Linked DNA regions of Arachis hypogaea: region 1 is linked to region 2. Evidence: chromatin contacts called from public Hi-C data. All regions are on one chromosome and are shown on one strand. The core of a region is the stretch at or near the end of the contact, and the rest is flanking DNA. Distances in the headings are between cores, read along the strand shown.

Evidence for each region. A called contact is a pair of places that touch in the nucleus more often than the background predicts.
Region 1: a Hi-C map of an unstated tissue shows a contact between it and region 2, with 2.5 times the contacts expected there. The contact joins two enhancer-like sites. A contact is called at or near these places in 2 of 8 Hi-C or Micro-C datasets (leaf and an unstated tissue).

The regions. Positions count from the first base shown.
Region 1 is chr12:25,039,798-25,046,170 of arahy.Tifrunner.gnm2.J5K5, reverse strand. LOC112727181 (a long non-coding RNA gene) reads left to right here. Exons shown (of 3, transcript XR_011868424.1): 3 at 1-646. Among protein-coding and RNA genes, the nearest start is that of LOC112727181, 4.6 kb to the left of the region's middle. Within about 2 kb of position 3,405, at least 1 of the 3 cell types and tissues checked has open chromatin away from gene starts, as enhancers often do.
Region 2 is chr12:24,912,976-24,919,704 of arahy.Tifrunner.gnm2.J5K5, reverse strand. LOC112727178 reads right to left here. Exons shown (of 11, transcript XM_025776850.3): 6 at 4,287-4,440; 7 at 1,158-1,284; 8 at 877-974; 9 at 199-337. Among protein-coding and RNA genes, the nearest start is that of LOC112727178, 11 kb to the right of the region's middle. Within about 2 kb of position 3,159, at least 2 of the 3 cell types and tissues checked have open chromatin away from gene starts, as enhancers often do.

The sequences.
Region 1 (6,373 bases), core at 2,156-4,655, 130 kb before region 2:
TTCCGAAGCCACCACCACCATTGCAACTTCAAGCTGTTCAAGGCCACCGGCGCAACCTCCGTTCAGCCAATGTCCAGACTCCAGCCACCGCCAGCTCTGTTCACGCAGCCACTGTCCGTCGCGCAACCACTTCCCGTCACGGCCATCTCTGTTCCACACTTCCACTGTATTGTTGTTGGATTGGTGGTAATTATTAGGTATGGATGAGAGTATCATCGAGCTTGTCTCACACTCAGCCACTCTCCTTCTCCTTCCTCTCATTGAGCTCCTCCCTCACTCCCTCACTTCCGTCTAGCCACCGTCACAGCTTTCTTACCCTCCATCGCGAAGCCACCGTCGTAACTTTGTCTCCTCTGTCGGCGCCAGCTCTATTCCAATGCACTCTTGTCCCTTCAGCCGTGTTAGCCCTTCGGTCGTGCTCCTTGTCTCCCTCTAACTCAGTCTGCTCTGTTCTAGCTTCTAGGTTTTTTTTAACTATAATTGACTAATTGTTGTTAGTTAATTGATGAACTATGATTTTTCATTACTGGGATTTAGGATTGTGGATAATTTTGAATAGATGTTGTTAGTTAATCTATGAACCTTGCTGTTGTTACTTGTTACTGGGTTGAATAATTTTGAATAATTTTAACTGTTGAGATTACTAGTTGGAATGGGTTGTTGTGGGTTGCTATGGATTACTGTGATATTGTAATTGAATTGTATTGTTTGCTCAGACTGCTCAGAACGAAGGCAATGGCTTTAGTTGATTTTAATTTTCGTTATCTATTCTTCTTCATTCTTTGCTAAAATCATTGATATTTGTTTGGGATTCTGCTAGTAGTACTCAGATTGAAATTTGAATCATTGAATGGTTAGCTCTGGTCCGATGCTATATTGTACATTTGTTACTTTCTTTTCTTATTTTGGATTGAATCATTGAATGATTAGTTGATTTAGTTTACTAGTTAACCTTGTTAGTCTTTATTAAAATTGTGCTGATGTTTTGTGTTTTTTATATATAGTGATGTACTTAGATTGTGACTGACTTGATGACTTAACTATGCTTTAGAGAAATTATCGAACGATTAATTGATTATTAATTTTTGATAACTATGGCTGGTCTGTTGTGATGCTATTGTGTTTTGTGATTTTTATACAGTAATGTGTTGTATTATGACTGTCTTAATGACTTGGTTATGTTTAGATTGTATGATTATTGATTAATTGTGTTGTTGTGTTTTGTGATTTTTATAGTGATATGATGTTGTTTTATCTTTTGTGATTCAATTGTACTAGCTGTAATTATGATGTAAGGTCTTTATTAAAATTGTGCTGATGTTTTGTGTTTTTTTATATATAGTGATGTATTTAGATTGTGACTGACTTGATGACTTAACTATGCTTGAGAAAAATTATTGAACGATTAATTGATTATTAATTTTTGATAACTATGGCTGCTCTATTGTGATGCTATTGTGTTTTGTGATTTTTATACAGTAATGTGTTGTATTGTGACTGTCTTGATGACTTAGTTATGTTTAGATTGTATGATTATTGATTAATTGTGCTGTTGTGTTTTGTGATTTTTATAGTGATGTGATGTTGTTTTATCTTTTGTGATTCAATTGTACTAGCTGTAATTATGATGTAAGGTGTTTATTTATAATTTATTTATTATTTTCTTATAAAATAGTTTTTTCGGTTGAATCACGGTTGAATCAGTTAGACCAGTGAACCATTGAACCAGTAGCTAGAGCAGTTTGATAACCAGTTCGATTTTCAGAACCTTGGTCCTTATACATAATTTATCTGTTAGAATTGATTGTTAATTGCTAATAGACTCTTGTTAGAATTGATTGTTAATTGCCTAGTTGATTGTTAATTGTTAACAGCATTCGTTGCTACAATGTGATTGTTAATTGCCTGATTGTCAATGTGATAGTGTGATTAGAATTAGATAATAGGTTGTGTTAGAATTGATTGTTAATTGCTTATAGATTCTGTTAGAATTGATTAATTGCCTATTTGATTGTTAATTGTCAATATGTTCTGTTCCTGTAGTGTGATTGTTAATTGGAATTGATTGCTAATTGCCCAATTGATTGTCACTCTTATTGTGTTAATAAGGGTAAATGTATTCCTAGAGAGAAGAATTATCCTGATGATAGCTAGGTTAGCCAAGGAAAAGGATGTTCTGATACGGAATTTTTTCAAAACCACAACTCGCGAAGTGCAATGAATCGTATCAAGTAATACCACGGGAATGGGTTATCGTTTTCACGAGTACTAACGGACTAAGCAAGTAATGGTTAATTTATTATTCTAGTTAGACAATTGAAAACTTGATTTGAGATGTGTTCAGGATCAAACAGAAACTTTAAAAGCAGCAAGCAGTAATGATTAAAGCAAGTAATATAATTAAAAAGGTTAAGGTTTTGGAGATGTTAAGACTTCATGACAAACTCTTTTTACTTTCTATCTTGATCATGCAACGATGCATCCATGGCAAATGATAATTAATTAAATCTCAATCTCTTGGTAATTCAATTTCTCTTTACTTAACAAACTGTCAATTCCTTGAACAATCAATTACGATAAGAGGTTGAGCACAGTGTCTGATTTAATGCCACACAATTCTTAAAGATTAATTATAGTTGATTAGATGCCACTTATCGAAACTAATTTTAGAAACTTAAAGAATTATGAGAAGAGGTTTCACACTCAATTCCAGAAATCAGATTTTCCAAGTTTGATATAGAATTCAATAAAATTTGAGTTATTTTCCAATACTTTCATATCCTTATAATGAAGAACAAAAACCTTGTTTCTTGAGAAAACATCAATGCAATAATCAAAGATAGAACAGTAATAACATCAATCCATCAGAATCAACAGAGCTCCTCAATTTAACTGAAGAGGTTAGTTACTCATAATGTAGAACAAAAATAAGGATTCAAAATTATGCAGAATAAGCTAAAGGTCCTTTTATCCATAGTTCTCTGGATCCTTTTATACTTAAACCTAAACAAAACCTAATATTCAAACTTAACTCAAATAGAATCAAATCATATCTTTCCAAATTAAATTCAAATTAAAAGTGACTCTCCTTGTGATTAGAACTTGATCCTTGGTGAGTTGCTTCCTTAGAAATTTAGGGGCTTCCACTCAATCTTGGGCTTGAGAATTGGCTTCGCTTTTGAGTGAGGTTTGCAACCTTTATTGTGCACCTCCGAGGGTTCTTTTGTTTAGAGATCATAAAGCACGTGAGGCAAGTGACATTCCCTTGAAGGATGAAGGAGAGTGGGCATGTGCAACATGCCACTTATTCGAAGGTTGCATGGGCTGGCGTGAGTGACGTGCATGGCGTGCGACGTCGTTGAAGCTGGAGGCAATGGGAGATGTTTCTAGACAATGGCTCAGCGTGCCACGCCTGGCACGCCCTTGAAAGTTGCATAGAATTGGCGTGAGTCACGTGGGGCTAGTGGCACGCCTGTGAAGCTTGGAGGATAGAGGTCAACAGGGGCGTGCATGGTGTGCCATGCCTGCGACGCATGCATGGGCAATGAAGGTGGTGCCGTGTGTGGCATGAAGGACGTGGGACGTCCTCGAGCCTGGGTGGAAGTAGCGTGAGGCATGTCCCACTCCCTCGATGGTAGAGTGAAGGTAGCTTTCTACACTTTGGCCTAGCGTGTGGTTGGCGTGAAGCAAGTGGCACGCCATGCCTCTGCTTACTTCTTTCTTTGTTTTTGCTTGCTCTCTGACTTAGCGTCCTCTCTGACTTGAGTGCCTTTCTGAGTTTCCTTTTGTTATTTAGATAATCTTCAATAATCTTTGACAAAACACATAAATCAAAGTACTCAAAGTATCTTGACTAAAACACCAGAGAAATAGCGAGAAATCACTAACTTTACTAACATAATTACTAGGAAACTACTAAATGATGGTCATGCATCACAACACCAAACTTAAGTTTTTGTTTGTTCTCAAACAAACAAAAAAATCATGCATTCATAATTAAAGAGATTAAATTAAACAAAAAATGTTTCCTTTCCACGCTTCCTTTCGGGTAGCCATGTTAGACACAATTATTAGATTATGAATGATGTTATAATAGAGCAAATCTGGATGTACATGATAGCACCATGATAATAGAGCAATGTCATTTTATAATTTTTTCATTTTAGGTCAAGAACACAAGAACATAACTGAACTTTCTTTAAAAAAAAGTGTGGACCAATGACATGGGTTTTGTAACTTGGTGACAGTGGCAGTGAAGGGTGTTTGGGTTGTTTGGCAATGGTCAAAAAGAGTGGTATTCAAGGTTAAGAGGGGTGAATTTTTTGAATTATTAGGATTGACATTGAAAATAAAAGAATTAATAAAGGGTAAAATTAGAATTAAAATGTTGACTAATGGTTGACCGTCTAAAAATTAATGATAAGGGTAAAATTGAAAGTTATTTCAAACGTTAAGGACAAAATTGAATTGAATTAAACGTTAGGAATATTTTTGAAAAATTTTGAAAACATTAGAAACAAAAAGCATACTTTACCCTTAAAATTAATATACAACATTAGATAAATATGCAGATCTAGAAAAAAATAGCTTTACACAATGATTATTGAACTCATAAGTTAGACAAATAGGCATCTACATAATACCACTAGCACCTAAAGTTTGATAGAATTGGACAGTTCAAAATATTTGTTAACTGGTCTAACTCAATTCCTTTGCTCAAGCTAATCCACCACCTCAAATGTAGCTATCGACAGTAAGGTTTGCAATTACATCACTCAGTAACCACCCAGTGGTAGAAAATAAAGCAGGAACAACTCAGTAAGAGGTGTATGTCATTGGAGGATCAAGCCGCATTTCCATAGTTTTAGACAAGTAATGATAGCAAAGACAAGCCATTAAAACTGTTGTCATTTATATAAAGTCAATAGGCAACATCGATAAAGTAGACATATTCTAAAGCTTTCATTGATCTTGCTGTAATAGATAAATGTCCTACGATAAAAATCAATCATTTCAGTGTCATTTATATGTGGAATGAATGGATAAATTTTGTATAAATCATTTCTTTAATTTTTCCAAGTGAAGGGGTTTGAACTCATGCATAATCATTAGCATATTATGTTTCACATCTTGAGATTAGGTGCAACGCAATTTGACTATACATGAGATTATTAGTTCCATTGAGCTAGGATTTTTGGGAAGAAAGAAAACCTAGGGACATCACAAGCTAATCAGATCCATTTTGTTACTAAGCTGATATCAACAGTTATTCCAATTTAAGCGTAACATCATTAATATGCCAAGCATAGTGTTAAGGTGACAAAGGCATAGGAAATTTTTGGGAATTTCAAGGCCACTTTAGCAAGTTGCTTTATTCTCTATGAATGTAAAATGAAAAAGCTTAACATAATAAAAGTATATAATTGCCCAAAATTATCAAAGCACAAATGAGATGCAAAAATAAAGAAAGTTTTGATTACCTATTTGGCAAAACCATGAAGAATTTAATTTTTCACAGCATAATATTGAGGAGCCAGCTCAATTAACCGTAGGTAGTCAATATTGCTTAGTTTCCGAACGTACTTGCTACTAGTTTGAACAAGTTCATTAAAAATAATACACTCTAGTTTTTGCCTGAATAATACAGAAGATGGGTGGATCTGCACTACCAGACCACTTGCCAAGGCCCTGCCATGTCGTGACAAAGCAGAAACTTGTTTCCATATAAGTAAAATAAATATCTGAGTTGAACACTATATATAGTTGCCAATTAGAAAACAGGTCAAAATGCTAAAGAATAAAAAATATAAAATTTCACAGGAGTTTGAACTTAATAAAGGAAATAGACAACAACCTGTATGTGCCCTCAAGCTGCTTTACGGCCGTATAGAAGACATCTGTGGTACTGAAGCATATCATCTCTACAAGAAGCTAGATTCAGCCCCATTTGTTCAGTATGTACCCTAATTTGCTTGCAGTAGTTATCATAGATGAGAATGCATAGAGTAGATTTCAAGCAAGACAAGGTAAATTACATTCATCCCTACCCACATTTTTTTACCATTATGCACTCACCACCCCTGCATTGCACCAATTGTTCGTCTAAATAATACACTTAGATTCTTGGTATTAATGTAACTATCAAATCTTTATACATGTGCCTATACATGTATCTTAATACTTTTTATTTTGTTTTATTTTACTTTATTGAATTGAAATGACAAAAATGCCCTACATAACAATGTTAAAAGAAAAAAGATCTTTTGTCATTGTTCTTCTATCTCTACAAGTTATCTATGCATAATGAGAGTAGAGTTAAAAATGACTTTATACAACCTATTTAATGTCATTTCAATTTAATGATACAAATAAA
Region 2 (6,729 bases), core at 1,910-4,409:
TCCATATTATCAAATTTCTATATCTATATAAAACTATGTTTTTTCCACTAAATTGCAAAAAATAGAGTTAAAAAAAATACATCATCCATTAGTATGTTTTTGACCGTATATAAAGTGAGGATAACATTGAGGTATTTAATAAAATATTTGAAAAATAAAATGGTTAAGAATAGTATTAATATTTATAAAAGATGTTACCATATAAAATAGCTCCAACAAATGCATCTCCAGCACCAGTTGTGTCAATAAGCTTTGATGGTGGAATCTTTTCAGCTGTTCCAATATATAACCTCCCACACATACATCCCTCTCCTTTTGTTCTAAACCTCATCATAGACTGGTGGCAGAGGATTAATTTAAAAAAAAAAAGAAAAAAATAATTATCGACCTAAGTAGAATATTATCCTAAATTTTAACTAAAACTATTATTATTCAATTGTTTCTCACACATAAACTAATCAATATTACTACAAAAATTCCGATAGATAGCAACAGTTTTTAAACTAGATAGTGACAATTTGTGAGCCGCTCTAAAATAAGGTGTGGCTAAACTATTAGTGATAGTTTTTTCTAACCACTTAAATAACCGCTACAAATAAGCATTTAGCAGCGGATATACTTTACCGCAAAATATGAACATAATAAAAATATGAGAAAATAATAAAAATCAACCAACAATTAACTAACATGAATTTTAGATGTATAATTTTTAAATTATAAATGCTTTTTTAATTTTCAAATGTACAAAATTTTGTTTGATTGATTTTTGTTATTTTACTTGCAGGGCCTTTTTTCAGCAGCAAAAGATAAATTACTACTAGGAAAAAAAATCTTAATCAAATTAAAAATGTACCATAATTAAGTTAATATTATTACCGAAGCTATACAAGTAGGCATAGTTATGGTATCATCCTCTCTCTTTGATAATGACTCAAATGTGCTATCAATATCCATTTCTTCTAATGAAGAAATATCTGCATATATAGCCACTTATTTTCAGTATAGAAATCATAAAAATAATTAGATGCATAGAAAATATTGCTAATGAACTAGAAGCTACAATTTGTGCTTAATTAATCTTCTATTCTATCATATGAATTAAACTAGACAAAATTCAAAACTTAATCAAAAGGGGAAAGAAAAAGATGTATTTTCACCATCCACGCATCGCTCAAGCATTATGCAACCATCTTTTCCCAATGTTACAATCACAAATTTGAGTTTTGGTAGCCTTAACATAATTGAAACTAGTGCTTTTGAGATAGTTGATGCCTCTGTCCAAGCCTGTCAAATATGATGAATAAAAAAAAAAACTATGTTATTATATTATTAGCAAATAAATAATTAATTCATATTAACTAATGAGAAAATAGTTTTGTGAATGGGGAAAAGGTACCCTAATTTTCACCAAAAGTAAACTAATGTTATTTTGCATATTTGAAAGAAGAAATTCATACTCTCATATATTTTCATTTTATTAACTATTATCTATATTTTAAACACGTCAAATAGACACTAGAAATCAGTTATCAATTAACCACTAATATAAAATATAAAACAATTTTATATTAACATTTCTAATTAAATTATATATATATATATATATATATATATATAATATCAGACTTATTTACATTTATGATCAAATTTCAAAAACAAAATAGTCAAATTAAATTTACAATTATAATCAAAATACAAATAAAATTACAAAAACACATTGGTGACTAACTTTTTTGTTTTCTTGAAAATTTTAATTATTTGTTGTGAAAATTTGGTTATTATGTTACAAAAAGTTTAATTATTTTAGTGATTAATTATTGTATATATCTGCTTCCAAAATATGTAAAACACATATAATAAATATACATGAATTTAAAATAGCTTATTTGATGGTAGATTTTTAGTATTAATAGAATGTTTGTCATATTCTTTTCAAGTTCTCTGTTTTAGCTAGAAACCAAAGTTGAAACTATTATAAAACTCACAAGCAATAATATAAGCTAAGCTACTTCATGATATTATATTTTGCTTAATTACCTGTGGAAAATTTTCTGAGCATATAATATAATCGGTCAATCTTAGGAGATTATCCAATCCTACCCTTGGTTTTTCAGCATCAACTAAAATAGGTATATTCTGTTGAAATGCCTGTATAATGGTCAAATATAATCAAATAATTTTAAGATTTATTGAATGATTCGCTTGATCATTTTAAAATATCATCATAATAATTAACTTTTAACCATATTAAATATACATTAAAAATCAGCACCAATATAATTAATTATTTTATAAATAATATAATTAAATTAAATTCATGGTTATAATCAAACATCACATAGATAATATATATAATCGAATTAGATTCACATTTATAATTAAAAAATAAGAATAAAAGTACAAAAACATAGTGGTTATTGGTTTGTTGTGTTTATGAAAAATTTGTTTATTCCGTTGTAGAAATGTTTGATTAATCTGTAGTGAACAATTTGATTATTTTAAAAATTGATTATTCTACTTAAAAAATATATATATAGTATACATAAATCTATACAAATATATGATTATTGATTTATAATGTTTAAATAACAAATTTTGTTTAATTTAATTGAATATCTTGTTATTCCACTTTCTAATGTTGGGTGTATCCTTTTGTTTTAGATACCTAAAGCTTTTATATACCTACACATACATATTAAATCACATACATTGTTTCAATTTAACTCTTTATAAAAAAAATAATTTTTATCGATCCAATCGTTAAATATAATTACTTACTATAAATATCATTTGTACTAAATTTTGTAAAAATTAAACATCAATAAGATTCTGTTCTAAAAACTCATTCATATTTCGGGTTAATGGTTAAATTGGTTCTGGAAGGATTGTCCAATCATAATTTTTATCCCCAAATAATTCTTTTAATTAAATTAGTCCCTAAAAATTTAAAATCAATCGCGTTTGTCTTCCCTCAAATGTTTAATCCGTTCCGTTAACGATTTTCCACGTGTAGTGTTAAGTAATAACTCAGTGATAAAACGATGCCGTTTTAATTACAGCTCCACCCTGAAATTACTCACTCACTCTTCTCTTCTCCTTTCACTTAAAATAAACGAAACACAGAAAATACTAACAGGCTCCAATCGTTGGAAGGGTAGAGGAAGCAATCATCAACGACACATAACAGATTGTGACTACGCTTATTCCTCTCGATCTCTAGGGCACCGTTGTACGGCCGCGGGTCTTCTCCTTTCACTCAAGGGTAACGAAAAGTCACTTAATAGAAAGAGAAGACAAAGAAGCTCTGATCATTGGAATGGTGGAGGAAGCAATCATCGGTGACGCTATACAGAATGCGAATGCTCCTCTTTGTCTGGGTTTCTAGGGTCTTACTGCGCCGTCGTGGTAGGCGCTGTCTCTAGGTGAGAGGTACGAATCCTTCTACGTCGATTTTTCTTTCCTTTTTTCTGGTTTTTTCTTTCTAGTCTGAATGTGTAGTTGCTGGGGTTAGGGTTGAATGTTGGTTGGTTTCGGGTGAGGATTTTTGTGCCGGGATAGTTGTTGCTAGGGTTTTACAAGGTTTCGCCGGTTATTGCTTCCACGGCCATTCCAGTGATCGAAACAGCTTTATCTTCTCACTCTATTTTGGGTGACTTTTTGTTAGTTTTTGGAGAAAGGAGAACAGTGGTAGAATAATGGAAGAATTACCTCAGTAATAGCATAAAACAATGCTGAGTTATTCAAAACACACTAATGATATAGAACGGCGTCGTTTTGTCACTACTCAGTTGTCATTTAACGTTCTACGTGGACACCTAGTGACGAAAACTGTTAGCCCAGAAACGGAAGGACAAACGAGATTAATGTTAAATCTTTTGGGAACTAATTTGATTAAAAAAATCATTCGAAGATAAAAATGACGATTGACCTATCTTTCGGAGACTAATTTGACCATTAACCCTTCATATTTCATATACATTTTAAACTTTTATACTATTGTTAATTTGATATATAGAAAGGTATATCAATTATTTTAATCAAAGAGGCTTTACACAAAATAAATTACATCGATAAAACAATTATTCAACGGTGTAATATAATAGTAAGGTTATTTAAAAAAATAGTAAGGTTATTTACACATTACATATTTTGTTAAGAGTTAGTGATTCACAAATTAAATAGGTAATATAATAATAGTAAATTATCATCACTAATCTAGTGAGTAAAATTTTCCGTGAGCTGAAAACATTTCATGATTCAACTTAATTATGTAACTTATTAATTACCTCTTGAGCAATGACAATAGCGGTGTCAAGCATCCTTCCATCAAAATAAACCACTTTTGATCCAGCCAATATAGATACCAAGTTAGTACTATGAAGATCTTCTGGTTTCATTGGAGGATATTCTCCTGGATTGAATATACAAGTTCGTGTCTTCCTGAATGCATAAAATACTATCATTAATTAATATAATTAGCCAATAATTTACACTCTTTAATAATTTTATATAATGATAATAATTTAAAGTTACTCACAGAAATTGTCAAAGATAAAATCTTCAGATGAAGGTAGAATTAGAATGAATAATAAATAAGAATCTACATCATTTCTATTAACATGTTTGTGTAATTTTATTCTACATATTTTGGCAGTTCAAGAAATTTATATTAAATAAATTAAATATCATTATTCATGTTTCAAAATTCATTTGAGTGAAAATATTTGTGGAAAGAACTAAAGTTGAGAGAACTAATAACATGTTTAAGAATAATATTTAAAAGTTTAACTTTACAAATTATGGAGAATAAATAAAATTAACCACAAATTTATAAGTCCAAATTATTTCTTTTATAAGATTAGTTATAGATTAAGTAAAAAATATAATGACGAGATAGATGTCATTGAGAATTTATCGAATAAGGTACTTTTGTACTGTTGAGTTTTTTCTTTCAGTACGAGAAGTGGAATAGAAAGATGAGAGAGAAAAGAGAAAAATAGAGAGAAAACCAAAGAGAAAGTGAGGGATTTGAACGAGAAAAGTGACAAATTGTGACTAGGAGAAGACTTAAAATCTATTGGAGATCAAACCAACCAATCACACATCACAGTTTACTACCTCAGAGGCTCTCACAAATAATGATAAGAGAGTAGGAGAAGTTCTTAGGGATCAAGAATATCGATCAATTACTGTATTCACTAACAACCTACCACTAAATACAATGGTAGCATAGATCTGCAAGTGTTTGAAAGAGAAGGAAGAGTAGTGGATGTGTTCTTGTCAAAGAAAAAGATGATGAGGAACCTGCTAATGTTTGTTTTTGTGAAGTTTGCGATGAGAATTGGTACTCTGAATGTCATTCAAAAACTGGACGGGTGAGTGGTGCAGAGATACAAGATAAGATTATCAGAGGTTAGATACAAAAGAGTAAAATTGGGTAAGATGAATAAAGATGAAAAGAATGAGAAGACCCAAGCAGAAGAATAACATAGTAAAAGATATAAATGATATGAAAGAAGGAGATATAATAGAAAAAGATTGTATAAGGATGTGGTCAAGTTTGGAAGGGGACGACTAGGAACGATAGATCCAAGAGACGACAATGACACAATGTGAAAAATCAAATGTGGTATTAGATAGTAATGGAGGAATGATTGAGAAAATAGAGAGTCTAATTGAGGAAGCAATTAATCCAATAGACTTTCTGGAGGTGAAATAGACAGTGATGAGGAACTGGTACAACATGACTGAGGTAAAGATGGTGATGACTTTTGACAATAAGAAAAATATGGAGGAAGCAGCACAATTTTTTTTTTCTACTAAATCACTTCATAGACGTCAAAAGATGGACTTCTAAAGAAACAAATAGGTCGAGGAGGCTTTAAGTGGAAGTCATAGGACTTCCCATACATGCTTGAAATAAGGATAATATAGAGGGGGAGTTTGGGGGATAGTGATAAAAGTGGATAGATAGAAAAATTAACATTATAACTCCTTTAAGGTGTTAGTGGACTCAAGTTTCGATCCCACCATACAAGCATACTTGAATATATTGATTGATGATGAGGAATTTCAGGTAATTTATAAGAAAGATAGGGCAAATGAATACGCATTCTAATGATAGGTTATGCTAATGGAGAAGAAAGTGACAATAAAAGGACAAGGGATGCATGGGAAGCATAAGGGTGTGCAGGACACTATAGTATGTGAGAATGATAGAAATATGTCCAATGAAACAATAAGGAAAGCGAGGCACACTGGCACGTAGACAGAGGCTAGTGGCGGTGAATAAGATGATATGCTTAGGATAGCCAACAATATGGAAGTGGGAAGGTTGATAGAAGTGAAATCGCAAATGGCTGTGCATGGATGGAGAAGGACTAATGATGTCATCAAGGCCCAGAATCAAAATTTAGGTAGTAAAGGAAGAAAAACTTGGACTAATGAGTCAAAAACTCAAACTTGGTAAGATGATAGAGATATAAAAGAGGTTGTAAGAGAGCCTAATCTGGGTCTACTTAATGAGCTAAGTGAAAATAATGAAATAAGATATTTAGAAAATGAGCATATTTAAAGAAGGATGGGGCGAATAAGGATTATAATGAGATTAGAAATGAAGGGGACTCAGGCTCTGGCCCATCTAAACCACCAAGTTTAAAAATGAGGCACGTGAGATAGGGGATAGGAATATAAGTGAAGAAGAGAGAAAGGCAACCAATACAAGAACAA